Linked DNA regions of Zea mays: region 1 is linked to region 2. A link is a contact called in public Hi-C data. All regions are on one chromosome and are shown on one strand. Each heading gives the region's core, a stretch centred on a gene start, on an enhancer-like site or on the middle of the called end of the contact. The rest is flanking DNA. Distances are from core to core; before and after follow the strand shown.

What was found. Hi-C and Micro-C count contacts between places; a contact is called where the count stands out from the background.
Region 1: a Hi-C map of leaf shows a contact between it and region 2, with 4 times the contacts expected there. The contact joins the promoter of LOC103641142 here to the enhancer-like site in region 2. A contact is called at or near these places in 4 of 25 Hi-C or Micro-C datasets (bundle sheath, endosperm, leaf and 1 more).

Annotation. Positions count from the first base shown.
Region 1 is chr10:64,157,472-64,161,276 of Zm-B73-REFERENCE-NAM-5.0, forward strand. It overlaps LOC103641142 (probable LRR receptor-like serine/threonine-protein kinase At1g56130), which reads left to right and starts at 1,360. Exons shown (of 25, transcript XM_008664510.3): 1 at 1,360-1,450; 2 at 1,600-1,750; 3 at 2,027-2,213; 4 at 2,466-2,537; 5 at 2,703-2,771; 6 at 2,865-2,936. The coding sequence starts at 1,624.
Region 2 is chr10:63,974,124-63,978,005 of Zm-B73-REFERENCE-NAM-5.0, forward strand. No RefSeq gene overlaps it. Among protein-coding and RNA genes, the nearest start is that of LOC109943106, 110 kb to the left of the region's middle. Within about 2 kb of position 2,223, at least 17 of the 20 cell types and tissues checked have an H3K27ac peak or open chromatin away from gene starts, as enhancers often do. A contact at or near this core is called in bundle sheath, leaf and tassel, where this site is marked.

The DNA of each region.
Region 1 (3,805 bases), core at 110-2,609, 180 kb after region 2:
CTAGTACATTTAGTTTGTTTATTTGAATTTCTTCGGAAAAATCAGATTTGAACTGCAGGTCACTCGAAACTTGGAAAACCGTGAATGCAAAAATGATATCCATGCTACATAGCACAAGTTACGACCGATTTCAGGAGCGGTCCGGAAACTTCGAGCACCATGCTCACTCAACATGGCCGTGAACTTGCCATACAACTGTTTAAAAAATTTATAAAACACAAACAAACTTAGAAAATCATGAAACTTGTCCACATGTCATGATATCATATGTAGAGTCTGTGATAAAAAATTTAGAATGTTTGGAGAAAGTTGTGAGACACTATGTGTAGAAACCTAAGAGAACCACACATGAAATCATAGAGTTTCAATGTGGATCTCTTAGGTTTGTACACATAGTGCGTTACAGCTTTCTCGAAACTTTTTCAAATTTTTATCACAGCCTCTACATATGATATCATGACACGTGGACAGGGTTCATGATTTTCTGACTTTGTTTCTGTTTTATACAATTTTTAAACACCTGGATGGCAAGTTTACGGTCATGTTGAGTGAGCATGGTGCTCGAAGTTTCCGGTTCGCTCCTGAAATCGGTCGTAACTTGTGCTATGTAGCATGGATATCATTTTTGCATTCACGGTTTTCCAAGTTTCGAGTGACCTGCAGTTCAAATCTGAATTTTCCGAAGAAATTCAAATAAACAAACTAAATGTACTAGCTATAGAAAAAACTGTTATAATTGTCCCAAAATGGTACATGTAGGTCTACATAGTGTAGAAACATACCACAAAAATTTTGGTGACCAAAATAAAAAAAATTAAAATATGCTTTGCCGAGTGTCTACAGAGGACACTCGACAAAAACTATGTTTGCCGAGTGCCCGATATTTGACACTCGGCAAAGACTGACGGCCGTCAGTTGTAGACGGCCGCTAACGGCCCTTTGCCGAGAGCCATGTTTGCCGAGTGCTTGACCCTCGGCAAAGAAGTCTTTGTCGAGTGCTCGGCTGTGCCGAGTGTCCTACACTCGGTAAACTAGCTCTTTACCGAGCGCAGGACGTTGCCGAGTGCGGCACTCGGTAAAGCCGGATTTGCCGAGTGCCCGATAAAAAGCACTCGGCAAAGCCACCGGCACTCGGCAAAGGCGCGAATTCCGGTAGATATACTAATATCTTTTGTAGAGATCTTCACATTAAAACCTGCACTGAAGCTAGCGTCGTCAATACCAGTTCTAAATTAACCGTAACAAAAAAATTGTTGGACTGAAGCTGCATACTCCGGTAGTGTTGCATCACCTATCGACCGAATTCACCCCATGCAACTATCAATTAAAATCGCATGCATCAAGGAGAGCACGAGATTAACAGTTGGTCAATGTTCAAAGTCGCTGCTGGCTCTGCAAGGATAGGAACGTAGTACACAAAAAGTACTGCCGTCGCTATCGCTCTCGAGTGGTATGTATGAACCTGCTGACAGGGAGACGACAATCAGATGCGCGAAGGAAGAGAACACAACGCACGCCGCTGCTAGTCAGCTTTCTGCATGATGGTGATTGCTGATATTTTGATCCTTAAATAAACACCTTTTATTTGCTTCTCTGCAGAGAACGAACGAGGGAGCGAGCGAGATGGATATGGCAGGCCGCAGCAGGTGCAGGTGCAGCAGCCATGGACGACTCCTCTGGCTGCTTCTCGCGTGCTCGTGGGTGGCAGCCGCGAGAGGCCAGCAAACAGCACGGACTGATCCAGCCGAAGGTACGTACGTATATAAATGTGCATGTCGGCGTGTAGTCTCTCCAAGACCTATATATATTGGCAGCTAGCCCCTCGCGCGTGTAAATCTCATACTCTAGTAGTAGTAGTGCTTGCAGAAACCACATCTGATATCTCCCACACAAATTTCTTGTGCAAGCTAAGTGAAATCCTACATGTATATGATGTGTTTTTTTTTGGACGGACGCAAAATTTTCATTCGTGCGCAAAGCATATATTATATACTATATTTTTTTCCGTATGCGTGCAATTGTGCAGCGGCGGCACTGAGCACGATCCTGGGGCGATGGGGGCTGAAGGCGTCGCCGGGGTGGAACATCAGCGGCGAGCTCTGCAGCGGCGTCGCCGTCGACGACACCGACGTCGACAACAGCCCCACCATCAACCCGAGCATCAAGTGCGACTGCTCCTACGACGACAACACCGTTTGTCACATCACCAAACTGTAGGCTCTTCCTCACTTCCGATCCTCATCCTCATCCTCTCCGGCTCTCCCCCTCCCGGACCACCCGCGTCGATCTGCCACCGGAGCTCACCCACCGTCTGCTCGACGAAACGCCTGAGCGGGGCTTAATTGTTACGTTATTGACTTTGGCACTGGAGAAACGTTTTTCCCATATAGACGCTCCTTGTATTTCAACCTATATATGTATGAGATGATGTCTCGATCGCTTTGACATGTTATTTGCTTCTGCAGGAGAGTGTATGGCTTGAATGTTGTCGGCCAGATACCAGCCGAGCTGGAGAACCTCACCTATCTCAGTAACCTGTATGGCATCTAACTTGTATATATTCTCAAGTTTCTTTTTTTTTCTGAATAAAGCACTCCCAACAATTATTCACAGTAATGCCCCCATATTTGTCTACCAAGAATCAGTTAACACTGCTACTTTTTATCTGGCTAACTGGCCTGGTGGCTTTGATGATGTTTCAGGAACCTGATGCAGAATTATTTGACAGGTCCCGTGCCTTCATTCATCGGGAAATTTCCCATGCAGTATTTGTAAGGATTATATTTCAAATCTTTCTTGTGCCTCGTTTACTAGCTAGCTACTGCTTTGTGTTAACCATACTTTTTTTTCGAAATTTTTGCAAGATCTCTGGCTATCAATCCGCTATCTGGAACACTTCCAAAGGAACTTGGGAACCTTACTGATCTTATCTCACTGTAACAGTTCTCCACTTACTTTTACTTTAGCTGATAAGTCTACTATAACTATAAAGCACGAGAACCTTACTGATTTTATCTCACTGTAACAGTTCTCCACTTACTGTTTACTTTAGCTGATAAGTCTACTATAACTATAAAGCACGAAAACCCAAGACGTTCAGCTCAAAACAAGCGACTAGCTTGTACCTAGAGCACATGTATGTTTGTGTCATATAAAGAAGATATACTATAAATACATATACTAATAATTGGGGAAAATGTAATCTTGGTTGAATAAACATCTCATTTAAGCAAAATCTACCTATACGATATATATAGAATCTGTAGCAATGTACGGGTAACTAACTAGTTATACATTAAACATGCTAACTGGTAGTATCGATGATATTACGGTAACTGGAGAGGTTGTAGGGGTAGGTGACCATTGGCTAGGGCTCGAACCTTGCCATGAGGACGCACATGCGGGAGAGAGAGAGAGCAGGAAAGGCACACAGGAGAAGCCTAGCAACAATTTTGTTGCTTTGCTTGATTTCCTCAACCATTGCTTAGGAATATTTATCCCTTCCTAATACACACCAATCTAGGAAATAAACCAATCCTTAAACTTGTCGCTAAGTGTCAACCCGGTCCATAAACTTTTAAAGTGTGCTAACCCGGTCCTTAAACGATGTTTGGGTCTCAATTACATCCAAACAGCGTTTATGGAAAAGAGAGAAGAGATACATGCTGACATGTGGGGTTCATATGTCAACCACGACTCGTATGGATGTAATTGAGACCCAAACAGTGTTTAGGGACCGAGTTGACACTCTTTAAAAGTTTATGGACCCGGTTAACACTGAGCAACAAGTTTAAAGACCGAAAAT
Region 2 (3,882 bases), core at 973-3,472:
TAATACCAAGAACTACTGCGGTTATAGGTCATGGAATTACCACTAGACGCGCAGAGCAGCGGAAGACGTCTCGATGTAGACGAACGCGTCGAGCAGTGCCGTGCAGTCGCCGGCGTCCTTCACGTCCTCGCACGGTTCGCCCAAGTGCTCCAGATGTAGCACCTCCGAGGTATCCACACGTACAGGGAGGAAGCGCCGCGTACCGAACTGCTAGGTTCGCGACGGCGGCTTGGCGAGGGCGAGAGGTGGGCGGCGGCTGTTAGTTCGCTGGTGGCGAAATAGGTTATCCTTAATCGCGCCCCCTCCCCTCATTATATAGGCGTTATGGTGGGCTTCTGACGCCGAGGCCCATCATTAACCCTAAAGCCCAGTCTAATTTCGGATCTAATCCGAATTAGGCTTCCTTCCCCTTAAGTGTGTGACCCTATAGGTTCACGTACAAATAGACATAGTCCGAGTACTCTTACTTGGCCCAATAATTGACAGCGGCCTCTAGCAAGACATGTCAACTCCTATGTGTACGTAAAGATCATATCAGACGAACCATTGCGACATTAAGTACATGCTGTTCCCTTTGTCTCACGATATTTGGTCTGGCTCTAAGCTGACCTCTCTTTCTCGATACTGTGAATTGGAATCCTTTCAATGGTTAACTCTTAACCCTAGCACGGCCATGCATTTCTTGATCCAATCACTCGAGGGGCCCAGAGATATCTCTCTCACAAAGAGAGGGACAAATTCCATCTTGACTGACCATGCCTCATAGCATGCTTCCTGACAAACCCAAAACTACCTTTATAACTACCCAGTTACGAGATAGCGTTTGATAGTCCCTAAGTAAGTCAATTCACATCTTGAGAACATGCGACAATCTCAGGTCTAAGGATACAGTATTCATGTTGCAAGAAGAGAACTATATTACAATATCTCACGTTGGGTCGGTCCAGCCTCATGTCATACATGCGCCCACATTATTAATTTAACATCTCCATGTTCATGACTTGTGAAATGTAGTCATCTACTAATACATGTGCTAGTCATCGACTCTGACTAGGGACATCATTTAGAATAACCATATAAGTAAAGAATCTCACAAACAATTCACATAATTGCTAATCAATACAAGGTGCCTTCCATGGATATTCAATTAAGCAATATATATATATCATGGATACAAAGAAATATGCTCATCTCTATGATTATCTCTAGGGCATATTTCTAACATCCACCACCACCCACCAACTCCACCAAGATACATAAATATATATATATTACTATTTGTAAGACCTAAATGTTACTTTAGTTAGTAGTTAGGATAAAGTCTAATTGACCCTACGTGGTGCTAATAAGTTACGCATCATGCCGAAATTTTTGTTTGTGCATATGTTCTAAGACAATATGGTTATACATCCCTTTTCTTACAAATCTCGAGGACGAGATTTCTGTTAAGGGGGTAGGATTTGTAAAGCCCAAAATTTGTAGAGAAAAAATAAAGAAATAAAATAGTAAGGTGAGATACTCCATTGATTTGTTCTCCTCATAAATTTATACATACTCTTAAAACAATCAAGAAACACTTAAATGGAAATATACATTACCTTCTTTCAAAATAATTAGATAACGAATATTTATTATTGAAGTAACTTTTAATCCTTATCCCATATTCAAAATGCTATTTTTCTAAAAAGAAAGAAACAATATGAGTGTGTTTCATATTTCCAACATCTACCAAACGAATAAATTAATTAAAATAAATATATCTCTATTGCATCATAAGTGATTTTGAGTATGTATCAAAAATTTGAATTCTTAAACTTTATCTTGGATTTGAATTTGAAATTTGTAAATCAAAAAGGGAATGGAAAATAGAAGATGAGAAAGGAAATTGTAATAATCATTTATTACTCCTAGAATTAAATAATGGTTATGAGAACAAATAATAACATTACATTTAGTGGGATTTGTAATCACAATAGGACTATGTGGAGATTTGAAATTCGAAATTTAAAACAAGGATTTGAAATTGGTTGGATGTTTCAAATTGGAAAAGGGAAAGAAATAGGAAATAAAAAGTAATAAAAAAGGAAAAACTCACCTGGGCCGGATCTACCTCTCTCGGCCCACTGCCTCCTGCGCCCTCGCTCACTGGTGGGCAGGGCCCACCTGTTAGGCCCTCATCAGGGATGCGTGGCTGTGCGGGGTCGCTGCGGGCGGTCCCACGCGTCAGTCTGCGTGAGCGGGCGCGCTTCCTTGTCACCGACGTGTGGACCACGACTGCTCCTTGCATGCAACCGACTGACGCAAATGCCTCTACTCTCGCGGTGGACTTCCCCGGCGTCACTTCTTAGGTGGGCCCCACCCATCAGAGCCATCTCCTCCCTCGCGCGTGTTATAACAGAATTCCGCGCAAGGTCAGGGAAAGATCCCTATTCCGCTGGAACCCACGCATGTAGGACCTCCTCCTTTGCCTTGCAGCAAGCTCTACGCGTGCCGTAACCACCTCCGTCAGGAGCGCCTTGGGTGGTTACAAGTTTGTGGCCTCCACTTGCTTCGTATAGCACCATAGTCACCCCATTGCTATAAGCCACGGGCTGACACCTTGAATACCCCACCGAAGACGGAGAGAAAGAGGAGAAAGAGGTAGAGAGAGAGAGGACGCCAGAGGGTGCCAATCGATCGGGCAGCACCATTGGAGCTCGAGCAGTTGCTCGCCGAGGCATAGCTCCACCGTGGAGCCACCATGAACCCTGGTCGACTCTCCAGATCCGATCCCTAACTTTGGTAAGCCCCTTGGCACATTCGCCTCATTCGTAGGATCGTGTGGCACCGATTGGATTAGAGATTAGGGATTGGGGTGCCAGCTCCACCAACTTCGGCGAACCCGCCGCCGTGGGGAGGGCCTATGCGCCGTCGTTCGGCCGCCTGGGTTGTGGGAGCATGTCTAACCGCTAATCTGGCCACCAACAGTCAGGATTGGGGCCCCGTACTGGTTCGGCCCAGCTCATCTTGGTCCTTGATCATCGGGTCAGTGGACGAAGTCTGATAGCGATGTTTTAAAATCCTGACCAGAGATTTTAGATCCAATGGCTCGTAGTGCGTACCGGTTCAATTAAGTAAGGAATAGATCTAAGAGCTCGGGTCGTGATCGGACGGTCGACCTTACCCCGTACCCCTTCGTGGCGCCAATTTTACGGATGAGCCCCTTGGCTTATTCGAAAACAACCCGTAGTCCACCCTGAAGAAAGTCTGAGTCTGTGGGACATTTGCGATATTAACCTCGGACTTTTTAGTATTTGTTGCGCTGTCCAGAGCTCGGGAAATCAAATAAATAAATTCAGAAATTGATTTTTAGTACGCAAATAATTCCAGAAACTTGTATAATTAATATTAAATTCATTTTAACTCCAAATTGATCCATTCCAGTGACATTAATTTTGTAATAAAATTGTCTACCAATTAGTAGCTCTGTTTAGTCATGAAACTTGAATTAAAATTATTCACTTGAGTTATTTTATTCTAGTTACTAAATGACTTTAGAAATTCATAATTAAATAATCATAATAAAATTGCATTAGCTTCATAATAAAATTGCTCAGGCATTAGTGATATTGTTTTGTCATGTTCTTAAAATAATTAAATACATATACTTATAGGGTTAACTGTCCTAGCCCAAGGAAAAGAGGTATTTTAATTTTGTTCCTCTGAAATTGACTAAAGTATGATCTTTAAGTGGATTATAAATTAGATTAAAACTTGAGTTAGTTATCCCTTTAATATCCTTACTCATATAGTTTACATAATCAACATAGAATATAGTTTTACATACTTTAATCATGAAGATCTTCCATAAATCATAACTCCTTAACCGTTACTTCGAATTTA